Linked DNA regions of Macaca mulatta: region 2 is linked to region 1. Evidence: chromatin contacts called from public Hi-C data. All regions are on one chromosome and are shown on one strand. Each heading gives the region's core, a stretch centred on a gene start, on an enhancer-like site or on the middle of the called end of the contact. The rest is flanking DNA. Distances are from core to core; before and after follow the strand shown.

Region 1 (5,987 bases), core at 551-3,050:
AGAATGGCGGGAACCCGGGAGGCGGAGCTTGCAGTGAGCCAAGATCGCGACACTGCACTCCAGCCTGGGCGACAGAGCGAGACTCCGTCTCAAAAAAAAAAAAAAAAAATTAGCTGAGAATGATGATGCATGCCTGTAATCCCAGCTACTTGGGAGGCTGAGGTGGGAGGATTGCTTGAGCCCAGGAGGTGGAGGCTGCAGTGAGCCATGATCATATCCCTACACTCCAGCTTGGGTGACTGAGTGAGACCTTGTCTCTAAAAAATAAAAATTAACAGGTCAGGCGCCATGGCTCACGCCTGTAATCCCAGCACTTTGGGAGGCCGAGACTGGCGGATCACGAGGTCAGCAGATGGAGACCATCCTGGCTAACACAGTGAAACCCCTTCTCTGCCAGGTGGGGTGGCTCACGCCTGTAACCCCAGCACTTTGGGAGGCCGAGGCAGGTGGATCACGAGGTCAGGAGTTCAACCCTGTCTCTACTAAAAATATAAAACAATTAGCTGGGCGTGGTGGCGGGCGCCCGTAATCCCAGCTATTCAGGAGGCTGAGGCCGAGAATTGCTTGAACCCAAGAGGCGGAGGTTGCAGTGAGCCAAGATCACGCCACTGCACTCCAGCCTGGGCGGCAGTGAGACTCTGTGTCAAAACAAACAAACAAAAACCAAAACTTTTTTTTGGGTGGGCTTGGTGGGTCACACCTGTAATCCCAGCACTTTGGGAGGCTGACGCTGGCAGATTGCTTGAGCTCAAGAGTTCAGACCATAGGCAACATGGATCTACAAAAAACCCTGTCTAGACCGGGCGTTGTGGCTCATTCCTGTAATCCCAGCACTTTGGGAGGCTGAGGCGGGCAGATCACCTAAGGTTGGGAGTTCGAGACCAGCCTCACCAACATGGAGCAACCCAGTCTCTACCAAAAATACAAAATGAGCTGGGCGCGGTGGCGCATGCCTGTAATCCCAGCTACTTGGGAGGCTGAGGCAGGAGAATCGCTTGAACCCGGGAGGCGGAGGTTGCAGAGAGCCGAGATCGCGCTTCTGCACTCCAGCCTGGGTGACGGAGCGAGAATCCGTCTCAAACAAAAAAAACCCAAAAACAGAAACCGTAGTATCCTCTTATGTAGGCAGGAGGGACTCAATACGTGCCCCTGAAGAGCATTTACTTACTGTTGCCCGAGGGCTACAGGGGCAGGTGCTTGAGTGGGGACGGCCAGATTGTCCTATCGCCAACCTCTGGTGCCAGGGGAGATGGACATCCGGGGAGTCCGGGGAAGGGAAGCAAAACGAGCTGACCAGCTGCGGACTATAAGCAAAAATATGGAACGCTTCACGAATTTGCGTGTCATCCTTGCGCAGGGGCCATGCTAATCTTCTCTGTATCGTTCCAATTTTAGTATATGTGCTGCCGAAGCGAGCACGACTCAAAAGTTCCAGCTACGGTTATTTAAAGGCCTTCAAACTAATTACCTTACAGTTAGGAGAACTTATGGTCAGTCTTATGTTTAGCATAACTTCCTACAGTTGTATATTGCCAAATAAATTCTCTGCTTGCACTTACTTTGAGTGTCTTCCGTCACGCAAAATCCCATATTTTATCAAAATTTTACCGTCTTATACTGGCCTCCTAGACGCGGTGGATTGTGGGTGCAATATGCAAAAGTGGTGGGCCGGATGTAGCCTCGCCCCCTGGCGCAGGCCAGGGCGGGGATGAAGCTTCCCCGGGCGGCCGCTGGTATCCCAGCGTTCCCTGCAGGCGCAGGGGGGCCGCTCTTGCCCGGCGTGGCGACTCGCTAGCGTCAGCAGGGCCGCAGCAGGACGAGGAGGCGGAAGATGGCGGCAGCGGCCGGGCGGCCGTAAGGAGCGCGGCGGCGGTAAGGGCGGCCGATGGCGGCCGGGAGGCGCCCTCGGACACCTGCGGGCCGTTAGGGCGCGACGCTGGGCGGCATGTCGGAGCACGCGGCGCCCGGAGCTCCGGGGCCCGGGCCCAACGGCGGCGGCGGCGGCCCGGCCCCTGCGCGCGGGCCTCGCACCCCCAACCTCAACCCCAACCCCCTCATCAACGTGCGCGACCGGCTGTTCCACGCGCTGTTCTTCAAGATGGCTGTCACCTATTCGCGGCTCTTCCCGCCCGCCTTCCGCCGTCTCTTCGAGTTCTTCGTGTTGCTCAAGGTGACCGCGGCGCCGACCCCCGACCCTTGACCCCAGCGCCCGGCCTGACCCCCATGTCTGCGACCTGCGACTGCGGCCCCTGGCCTCGCTGGGGACACCGAGCGCCACCCTGCACCCCGAGGCCTAGATCCGACCCTACCGGTTAGGGTCCTCCCTCGCGACCTCTGACCCTGGGATTGGCCAGGGACACCGTCTCGTGACCCCATCCCGCCCGGGGACGTACACCCGGGAAGGCCGGTTGCCACTGCACTAGAAGCCGCTGTTCTCTGGAAACCTCCATCTCAGCCCCCTCCAGGGACCATCCTGTCCCCGGCGACCGCCTTTCCCAGGTCCCTATCTACCCAGGCTTGGAGCCCGGTCCTGGCCTGCGACGGAGCACCTCCCGCCCTTTGACCCCTGACTCTGCCGCCTGTGACCCTCAGTCCCCAGGCCTCTTTCCACTCCCCGTGTGCTGGCCCAGAACCCAGTCTGACCCAGGGCTCCCTTGGACCAGCCCCAGTCCTGGAAGTCCACTCCCCACTCTTCCTCCTGGTGGGGCTCTCTCCCTCCTTGTAGGCTTCCACCTGCCCCCACCTCGTTCCCCTCTCCTGAGCCTCAGGAGAATGTGACTTAGCTGAGGTCACCTCCCTAGGGTTAGCGGCAAAGTCACCGGCAGCAGCGTTCCAGCCCATCCCCGGCCTCCTCCGCTTGGTCCCCATCCCCTTCCTGACCCAGGAGTTCAGGTCTGTCTCCCGTGCCTCCTGTATGAGGCACCGACCTCTGCGTCTTGGCCTCTGTCCCCCTCCTGCCCTTCTCAGATGGCACAGAGGTCTCAGCCATGCAGGACTGGCCTGAGTCCCTCTGAGAAGGAGTCTGTCTTGGGTGACAGGAGGGGCTCAGCAGCAGGTGCAGCCACTCAGAAAACAAGTTGGCCGGGGTCCTGGACCACCTGGGGAAATGGAGACATGGCCGTTTTTGTTTTGCATCAGAACACCGCAGTGCTGGGGCTTGGGGGGTGCTGAACTTGCGCCGTGAGCTTTTTGGAGCTAGTCTGCAGAGAGGGGGCTGACTCTGGCGGGCCAGGCCTGTTGGTCAGGAGCCGGCTGCTCTTTTGGGCTCAGCAGGTGGAGCTGGAGCTTGGCCGTCCTGCAGACCTGCGTGTGGGTCCCAGCCTACCGCCGCCTCAAGGGAGGCCCCTTAGCCTCCAGATCTGTGGCCTCCCCAGGCCAGAGCTCAGCCCGTCATCCTTCCCACCTTCTTCCTCCCTGCAGCCCCCCAGAGTGGCGTGGTTGCCTCTGGGCATCAGAGCAGGACTGTGAAGGGTTACTCGGGCAGGCGGCCTTTCCCTGCTCTGGGGTCCACAGACGGGACCTGAAACTGTGGACGGAGGCTGGTCTGTGGACGTGGGTTTTCCTTCCATGGAGTAGCCTGGGTCCAGGATGGAGCCGCTCTGTCCTTAGCTTTGTGGAGGATGTGTGCTGGGTGCCAGGCCAGGTGCCCCCGACAGAGCTCAGCCTCCCTGGGAGGTGCATCCCTGTTGCCTGGGCTTCCGTCCCACCACGTCCCAGTTTGGAAAGGGATCAAGCCTACCCAACTCTATCTCCAGGCAGGTGCCACTCACAGGTGGTCAGATGGGGCTGGGCCAGAGCTGGAGGTCCCCCCTCTCCTGTGGAGGGTGGAGATTCTGGGGAGGTTCTTAGCGCCCCCCATCCCTCCTCTCTCAGCAGGGGGCTCTGGGCTGCGAGATCTCTGGGTGGTGATTTTTTTTTTTTTTTTTGAGATGGAGTCTTGCTCTGTCGCCCAGGCTGGAATGCAGTGGCTCAATCTCGGCTCACTGCAACCTCCACCTCCTGGGTTCCAGCAATAATTCTGCCTCAGCCTCCCGAGTAGCTGGGACTACAGGCGCCCGCCACCACAACCAGCTACTTTTTTTGTATTTTTGGTAGACATGGGTTTTGCCATGTTGGCCAGGCTGGTCTCAAAACTGATTTCAGGCGACCCGCCCACCTTGGCCTCCAGAAATGCTGGGATTACAGGTGTGAGCCCCCGTGCCCGGCCTGGGTGGGGAAATCGGTTCGTTGTGAATTCTCCACCGGGTAATCTGGTGGTTCAGAATCTGACCTTGCCGCCTTCACTTTTACTTATCTGCAAAGTGCAGGCTAGGACTGGCTCTCAGAGGCTGCCTTGAATTCCAGAAGGCTCTTCTGCTTCCTGCCCACCCGGCTTCCGGGGCTCTCCCTGCAGAGAGCCAGGTCCTCCCTGGTGCGGTCCCTTCAAGGTTTCTTCATTCTGTGGCCCCTGTGCCCCTGAGCTCCCAGCCCTGAGCTGGCATGGAGCCCCCCGGCCCTCCCCCATGCCTGGGTGGCTTCACGAAATGCCAGGAGCTCCCAGCCCTGAGCCAGCACGAGGCCCCTCAGCCCCTCACCCTTGCCTGGGTGGTTTTAGGAAATGCCAGGCAGTACCAGGTGCTGGGGAGAGAAGAGGCGGCAGGGGCCTGTGTTCCAGAGGCCCTGGGGAGACCTCCCTCCAGCCTCAGCACCCACCTCTGCTGGCCTTCATGGCCCCGAAGCCAGCGTGGCAGAGACCGTCCATCCTAGGGTGCTGTCACTGGGTGCCCGCACCTGTGCAGTTGGGCTCCGGACCCAGGTGACCACTGAGTGGATGCCCACAGGGTGAAGGGGGTCTCGACTCAGCGCACTGGACATGGGCAAGGGCCCACCCCTAGCCACGGGGAGTAACGGGGCTCCTCTGGTGGGGTCGTTGTGAGGATGAAAGACAAGGTATATGAGACCCCAGGGGCCGTGCTCGGAATGGGGGACCTGTCACATTGAGGCCACTTTGTGAGGCTGCGGTAGAAGGAGAGGACCCCGTGGCCTGGAGGCCAGAAGCACCCCAGGTGGACAAAGGGGAGCCCCAGGTAGCGTTTCCTGGCCGGGGCTGAGGGCTCTGTGCCCCACCTGAGGAGGAGAGTGTGGCTCTGCAGGCTTGTCTGTCAGTCTGTGGGTCGCTCAAATACCCAGAGAGGGAGCAGGCTGCTCCTGGCCCTCCAGGTCTGTGGGGAGACAGGAAGGGAGAGGTCCACCGGGTGGCTGAGTGTTCGGGTGCCCTGGGAGCCGAGGCCAGAACATCCAGGAAGCTTCCTGGTGTGGTGAGCACAGCCCCGGGCTGGGGGAGGAGCTCCTGTGGGTGCAGTGGTGTGTGGGCTGACCCGGAGGAAGAAAGGGCCATAGGGGTGGGGTGACTCCTGTCGGGGGTGGGCAGGGCCTCCTGCCACAGCCAGTGGGACGGGGCAGGCTGTCTAGGCAGCTGGAGGGCGTGTGGGAAGGCGCTGGGGCTGGAGCAGGTGGGCAGCTGCTGGGGAGCTGGAGTCAGGGACAGGGCCATGGAGTGTGGGGTCTGTACCACCCAAGACGTGCCAGTGGCTGAGCCAGGCTGCAGGCGGAGGGTGGCCAGGGGCCCGTGGGAGCATTTGCAGTTGAGATCCCTGGGGAGGGCTGCTGTGGGTGTGGACGAGGCTGCCTGGGCGTGTGGTGCCAGGCCGGGCCAGGTGAGGTGTCTGCTGCAAGGTGGCTGATGACAGGTCTTGGGGAGGAGGACCCGGGACTCAAGATGAGCCTATGTCTGGCTGGGCGGTGCCTGCTCCTTGTTTTGTGGTGGGAGATTGTGGGGGAGCTGAGGCTTTGGTGGGAGCAGGCCTCGTCCAGTGGGGCAGATTCCTGGTCAGGCTGTCAGGGAAGAAGGACCGTGGTGGGCCCGGGCTGGGGGTTCCTGAGCCCGGTCAGCACGGAGCACCTGATGGGGCAGAAACAGTGACATCTGAGTCATAGCGTCTGGGGGA
Region 2 (6,382 bases), core at 2,928-5,427, 84 kb before region 1:
TGCTCAGAGGAGCCCCAGGCCCCGGCCGCAGTGCCTTCCGCGCCCGACCCGGGCCCTCACCTATCAGCCCTGGCGGGGCCCACTCAGGACAGCTGGGGGCCGGGGCGAGGCAGGGCGCTCTCTGTGCCTCTCTCCTCCCAAGTAGGAAGGGGCTCCGGGTGGCTGCTCTGGGACTGGGCACCCGCAAGGGCTCAGTGGGCCCAAACCCTTAAAATCCGTGGAACTGGGCGGTCCCAAGAGCTAGAAACTCAGGAAACCCCAGGTGCTCAGGGCCCCGCGTCTCGGGGGCTCTGTGGGGCAGACCCCCGCTAATATATGCAATTCCCCCTCCCCTAGCCCTTCTCTGACCCCTAAGTTATTGCCTGCTCACCTCTCCCAGGCCCCAGGCCGCGGAGCTGGCAGGGTGGCGCCTGCGGTTTCTATGTATTTATAGCAAGTTCTGATGTACATATGTAAAGGACTTTTTTAAATATATGTGCCTTTTGCCTACTTCCCATGGAGTCTGCTGCTCAGCCTGCAGGACAGGGAGGGAAGAACAGGGGTGCGTGGGCATCCCCGGAGGCTCTTAGGTTACCAGGTCTCATTCTGTCCACCGCCCTGTGCTGGCCCCCTGTGGATGAGGAGGGACAAGGGCTGGGAGAGACAGATCCCCTCAACCCCGTGTCTGGGGCAGGTGCCATGGACTGTCCATTCCAGACCCCCAGTGGGGACAGCTGGGATCAGCCACCCTAGCAGGCTGCAGTCCCTCCAGCTATGCAGGTAGGCAGCCAAGCCGTGTCCAAACTGCCCCCCCGCACGGGCCCCTGAATGGTGGCTGGTGCTGCTGTGCCAGCCCCTCCTGGCCTGTCCACCCCCAGCCCTCATGGAGGGACTCTGTGAACAGTAACCACCCAGCTACCCCCATACCCCCCAGCCAGGTGAGGCCCCAAGGGCAGGTGTGGGTGCCCAACCCATCCCCACCACCAGGGTCACGCTGTTCCTCGGGCCTCTATACTTCTGCTTTCTGGCCAGAGGCGGCCCCAGTAGCCACCTCCTAACGGGTTAAGACCCGGGGCCGGGAAGAACAGCCACTTGAAATTATCTTCTCCAAGACTCAGCCCTACTGGGCCCTACCTGTGCATACCAGGCAGGGCTGCATGGATTAAGGCCCAGGGCTTGGTGTCCAACGGGCCCAGATCTCACTGCACCCCAGCACCCCAGCCAGCACAGCCCCCAAGCCTGGAGGAAGAGGAGGCAACACTCCACCTTCATGGCACTCCCTGGCAGGTGACAGCAGCTGGCCCTGACATGGAGGGGTGCCTGGCAAAAGGGCCCCCCCAAGCCCCTAGGCAGAAAGATCCAGCAGACCAATTTGTCTCTTTATTCCCATAAGGCAGCCAGGGGTGGGGGCGCCGAGCCAAGCCCAGCGGGCCACGGGACCTTCCTCCGGCGGGGTGCACGCTGGATTTTCGGGTCTGCCTCACCAGGAGCTGGTTTGCAAGCAGGCCGTCATGGGTGCCGGTGGAAGGCTCCGAGGGCGTGGGCAGGGGGCTCGGGCGGGGCCACACACTTGTGGAGCTAGAAATAGTGGGGCAGGTCCTTCTCTATCACCTGTCGGGGAGAAAAGCTGGGTCAGGGCAGCTAGCTCCCGAGCCGCTGCCCCAAGCAGGCTCCCTAGAGAGGACCTACCAGGGGTTCCTCCATGGGTCCGTACCGCTTCACCACGCAGCCGTTCTTGTCAATGAGGAACTGTGGAGAGACAGTGTCTGAACTGTGGGGCACCGTGGGTGTGGCCCCCTGCAAGGGGCTGAGGCTGCCCTTCCTGCCCGCTGCCCATGTGGGCCAGGGCTGTGGCCGGGGGGAGCTGGTCCCCTACCCCCCACAGCCCCCTTACCTTGGTGAAGTTCCACTTGATGGCACTGGAAAAGAAGCACATGGGTGTAAGCGTCCCCAGCAGCCCCCCACGGGCCCACTAGCCATCCTGCCTCCAGGAGGCCACATGGACATGAGTGTCCCCAGCGGCCCCCCACGCCTCCCCAGCCATCTTACCCCAGGAGGCCACGCAGTGTGAGAGTCCCAGCAGCCCCCCACAGCCCCCTGAGCCATCCTGTCCCCAGGAGGCCACACAGTGTGAGAGTCCCAGCACCCCCACCTCAACCGCCCCCTGAGCCATTCTGCCCCCAGGGAGGTGTGCACATCCCAGCAGGCCCCCACACAGCCCCCCCAACCCCGCAGCTGTAATGTCCCCAGAGGTCACGCACTTTCCCAGGATGCCCTTGCCCTTGGGCTGGATCTTCATCCACTTCCACAGCGGGTGGGCATCGTCCCCGTTCACGCATATCTTGCTGAACATATCGAATTTGACGTTGTAGCCCGCGGCGAACTCTTTGATCTCTTCGTTACTCCCTGGCTCCTGTGGTGGCCAAGGTGTGCTTGAGTGCGTCGGGGGCCCCCGCACACTCCGAGGCCCTCTCCAGGCCGGAGCCCACCCTGACCCCCACCCATCGGCCTCTGCAAGGCCACAGCCCACCCCCACCCACCGGCCTCTGCGGGCCCCGGGAACGCAGCAGCCGCCCACCTGCTTCCCGAACTGGTTACATGGGAAGGCCAGGATCCGCAAACCGCACTCAGCGTATCGGGCGTGCAGGTCGACGAGCTGAGTGTAGTTCACTTCGGTCTTGCCTCACTGGGAGGCCACGTTGGTGACGATGCACACGAACCCCCTGCAAGAGTCGGCGGGGGTCAAGCGCAGAAGACCAGGGCCCCCTCCCAGGCCCCGGCCATGCGCCCCACCGCAGGCGAGCGCCCACCGGTACTTGTCCAGGTTAACCATGTGCCCGTCGATGTCTTTCGCGGAAAACTCGTGCATGGAGCGCGCACAGCGCCAGTCGTCCCGGGACGCGCACTGCAAGGCAAAGGGGGCTGAGCAGGGAGCATGGACGGGAGGCCGAGCCGGGGGCCCTGGGGCAGGAAGGGATGCGGAGCGGGTCGGTGGCGGGGACACCGGAGCCCTGGGGCCCTGAAAACCTGAACGCTCCTCCTCCTCAAACGCACACGCCTCCTTGTGCCTCTGGTCCCGTTTTACCGGAAACCCGGAGACCGAGAGAAGGTTCCAACCCCAAAAAGTGCCACAGCAGCAGGTGTGAGGGCCCCGCGCGCACCGGGTCCTGGGATTCGGGACATTCGTGGATCTCCGGTCCCAAGCTGCGGGGACAGGGCTCCTTCCGCCGGCGCCGCGCCCTCCTGCGCCTGCACGCTGGGGCCTTCCGCCGTCGAGGGGCTCGCGGCCGCCGTCTGCCCCGGCTCTGGCACCGCTGCCTGCGGCGCCTGGAGGAGCCTGCGCCCGCGCGGCCCATACCCGCCCGTCTCCCGCCCCGCCTGGCTCCCCCACCCCGAGCGCCGCTGCCGGGGACAAAGGCCCGGAGGCCGAAGTCAGGACTGTGCGACTGTGACGCCACCAAGCTAGGCCAAGCCGCGGGGGCGGGGCGGCGCCCGGGGGCGCGTGATCCGGGGTTTCCAGCCCTCTGCACCCACAACCGCTCGGGCGCAGCAGCCCCGCTCGGCCCGGAGACACCCACCCGTGGCCCCCAACGGCCCAGCTCCGCCCCAGCCGTCCCGGACCCCGCCCCCTGCAAGCCGGGACCCCGACCCCGGCGCGCGCGCCCGCAACGGCTTCGACGGCCGCTTCCCCGACCCCGACCCGCGCGCGTGGAACAGCCCCTTCCACTTCCCCGACCCCAGCCCGCGCGCTCGCAACGGCCTGGACAGCCCCTTCCCGGACCCCGACCCGCGCGCATTGAACAGCCCCTTCCCCTTCCCCGAACCCAGCCCGCGTGCCCGCAACGGCCTGGAGGGCCACGGAGCGCGTCGCAGTGCGGTCACCCGCGTCCGCGCCCGGCCGGGGGTGGGGAGGGGGAGCCACCCAGACGCCCCCCACCAAGGTCACGGGAGCCCGAGGGTTCCCCGCGCCGGCGAGCGGAGACGGGGATCGCGCGCCCGCCCCAACGGTAACCGGGCAGGCAACAGCCTCGGCGCCCGCTCACCATGGTACCGGCGAGGCCGGGCGCGGCCAGAGCCCCACAGAGCAGCGCTGGCTTCAGCAGGCGGCAAAGGCGGCCGAGGTTCATCGCGGCGGGCCTGGGAGCCAGCGGCTCCTCCCCTCGTCCAGCCGACCAATGGACGCGCGTCGGCTCTCCGCACCTCCCCTCCCACGGCCACGCCCTCCGGAGCGCTCACTGGTCAGCCGCGTCGGTGTTGAGCCCTCGCGCCGATGCCAGCCAATGGGAGGCCGGAAGGGGAAAAAGGCGGGGAAGGGGGCGGGACCGGACGTGCGAACTGTTGTCGGCGACTGCGCATGCTCGCTTGCGCGCAGGCGGCCGCGTCTACGCAGGCGACGCGTTGGGAGGCAGCGCACGGTACTCCGGATGGTTGACCGCAGCGCGGCGGCAGGCCAGACAACTTGAGAATGCTACTTAAGACTCGTCGAGGGCGTTTCTCCAACTGGCAGAAAAGTCTCCCCAACTCGTTTACCTTTTTTTTTTAAGAGACGGGGTCTTGCTGTGTTGCCCAAGCTAAAGTGCAGTGGCACGATCAGGGCACACTGCAGCCGCGACCTCCCAGTCTCAAGCGAACCTCCCGCCTCTGCTTCCCGAGCAGCTGGGACAACAGGCTCATCCCAGCTCATCATCACCATTCCTGGCTAATTATTGTAAAGACATGGGTGTCTCACTATGTTGCCTAGGCTGGTCTCAAACTCCTGACCTCAAGTGATCCTCCAGCCTCAGCTTCCCAAACTGCTGGGATCACAGGTGTGAGCCACAGGCCCGGCCGGGATTTGCCTTTTTTTTTTTTTTTTTTTTTTTTTTGAGACAGAGTTTTGCTCTTTTGCCCAGGCTGGAGTGCAGTGGTGCGACCTCGTCTCACCACAATCTCCGCCCACCGGGTTCAAGCGATTCTCCTGACTCAGCCTCCTGAGTAACTGGGATTACAGGAGCGAGCCACCACACCCAGCTAATTTTTTTGTATTTTTAGTAGAGACAGGGTTTCACCATGTTGGCCAGGCTGATCTCAAACTCCTGACCTCATGTGATGTGCCCACCTCGGCCGCCCAAAGTGCTGGGATTACAGGTGTGAACCACCGCATCCGGCCGAGGGATTTGCCTTTTTAATGTAAATGAAACCAAACTGAGGTCTGCTCCTCATCACAGTCCCATCTTATGAGGGTGCCCAGAGAGGGCATGGGGGTGTCCCTGCCCTCACTCCTGCCGTGGGCACAGGGGTGTCAGTGACTCCCCACCTCTGGGTCTGGTTGCCAAGCCGCTTACATAACATGTGGGCACTGGGACCTGAGAGTCATGGAGACAGTTACCATTTAACTGAGAACCTGGAGTTTCCTGGGATCCCACCCCAGAGACAGCTGCCCACGCAGGGACGCGCGGTGTGTACTCAGAAAATAAACACAAGTCTGGAGGGTTTTCTTACGCTTCTAACATTACGAGGTGTGGGCACACCCAGAGCCCATACCACCCCACATCTTGGCTTCCAACTCTGTTTTTCACTTTGTGGCTTGGACATTTGGCAACAGAGACACTCATCTCATACTTGGGAACTGAGTCACCGTGATTAGACTTTGACCCCTGTACAGACAGGGGTTTGGAATGTGTGTGTGTGTGTGTGAAGGAGTCTTGGTCTGTTACCCAGGCTGGAGTGCAGTGTCTCCATCTCAGCTCACTGCAACCTCTGCCTTCCGGGTTCAAGCGATTCTCCTGCCTCAGTCTCCTGAGTAGCTGGGATTACAGGCGCGTGCTACCAAGCCCAGCTAATGTTTGTATTTTTAGTAGAGACAGGGTTTCACCATGTTGCTCAGGCTGGTCTTGAACTCCTGACCTCAGGTGATCCACCTGCCTCAGCCTCCCAAAGTGCTGGCATCGCAGGCGTGAGCCACTCTACCTACCCTGCCTAGATTTTTATGTTGCCTTCAAGGTCTTAACGTTTTCTGACCCTGCATTGAGTAAATTTTTTCAGAGACAGATTCAGGGCTGGGTTGATTTGGGGTGGGACCTATGAGCCAGTCCCCGCCACTGCCCCCGACTCAGGCCTGCTAGATGCAGCACAGAGGCCTTGTAGATGGAGTTGAGTGGCAAAGGCAGTGAAGCAAGGATCCCTGAGCTGGGCTGGCAGAATCCAGGTCTTGCATAAGCCTGTTCACATGGCTTTGCTCCCGCCCAGCCCCCAGAGGCCGAGTTCTTGGAGTCAACCCCCATTGTCTCACTTCTCAGGAAACCCCCCCATTTCCTCCCGCCCTGGCAGTGCCGGGTGACAGGGCCACACTGGCGAATCTGTTCCTGCCCTTGCAGAGGCTCAGCTGTTTGCAATGTTGCCAGAGTTGTTTTCCATAAGTTGG

What was found. Hi-C and Micro-C count contacts between places; a contact is called where the count stands out from the background.
Region 2: a contact with region 1 is called in a Hi-C map of fetal cortex germinal zone, with 4 times the contacts expected there. The contact joins the promoter of GPX4 here to the promoter of TMEM259 in region 1. A contact is called at or near these places in 2 of 14 Hi-C or Micro-C datasets (cortical neurons and fetal cortex germinal zone).

What each region holds. Positions count from the first base shown.
Region 1 is chr19:1,678,984-1,684,970 of T2T-MMU8v2.0, reverse strand. TMEM259 (transmembrane protein 259) reads left to right here and starts at 1,800. Exons shown (of 10, transcript XM_077978754.1): 1 at 1,800-2,170. The coding sequence starts at 1,946. It overlaps LOC114674230 (U6 spliceosomal RNA), which reads right to left and starts at 1,419; the gene lies at 1,313-1,419.
Region 2 is chr19:1,765,086-1,771,467 of T2T-MMU8v2.0, reverse strand. It overlaps GPX4 (glutathione peroxidase 4), which reads right to left and starts at 4,177. Exons shown (of 7, transcript NM_001118889.2): 1 at 4,023-4,177; 2 at 2,790-2,884; 3 at 2,558-2,702; 4 at 2,241-2,392; 5 at 1,874-1,898; 6 at 1,669-1,728; 7 at 1,338-1,590. The coding sequence starts at 4,106. The coding sequence ends at 1,558. SBNO2 (strawberry notch homolog 2) reads left to right here. Exons shown (of 32, transcript XM_077978679.1): 32 at 1-487.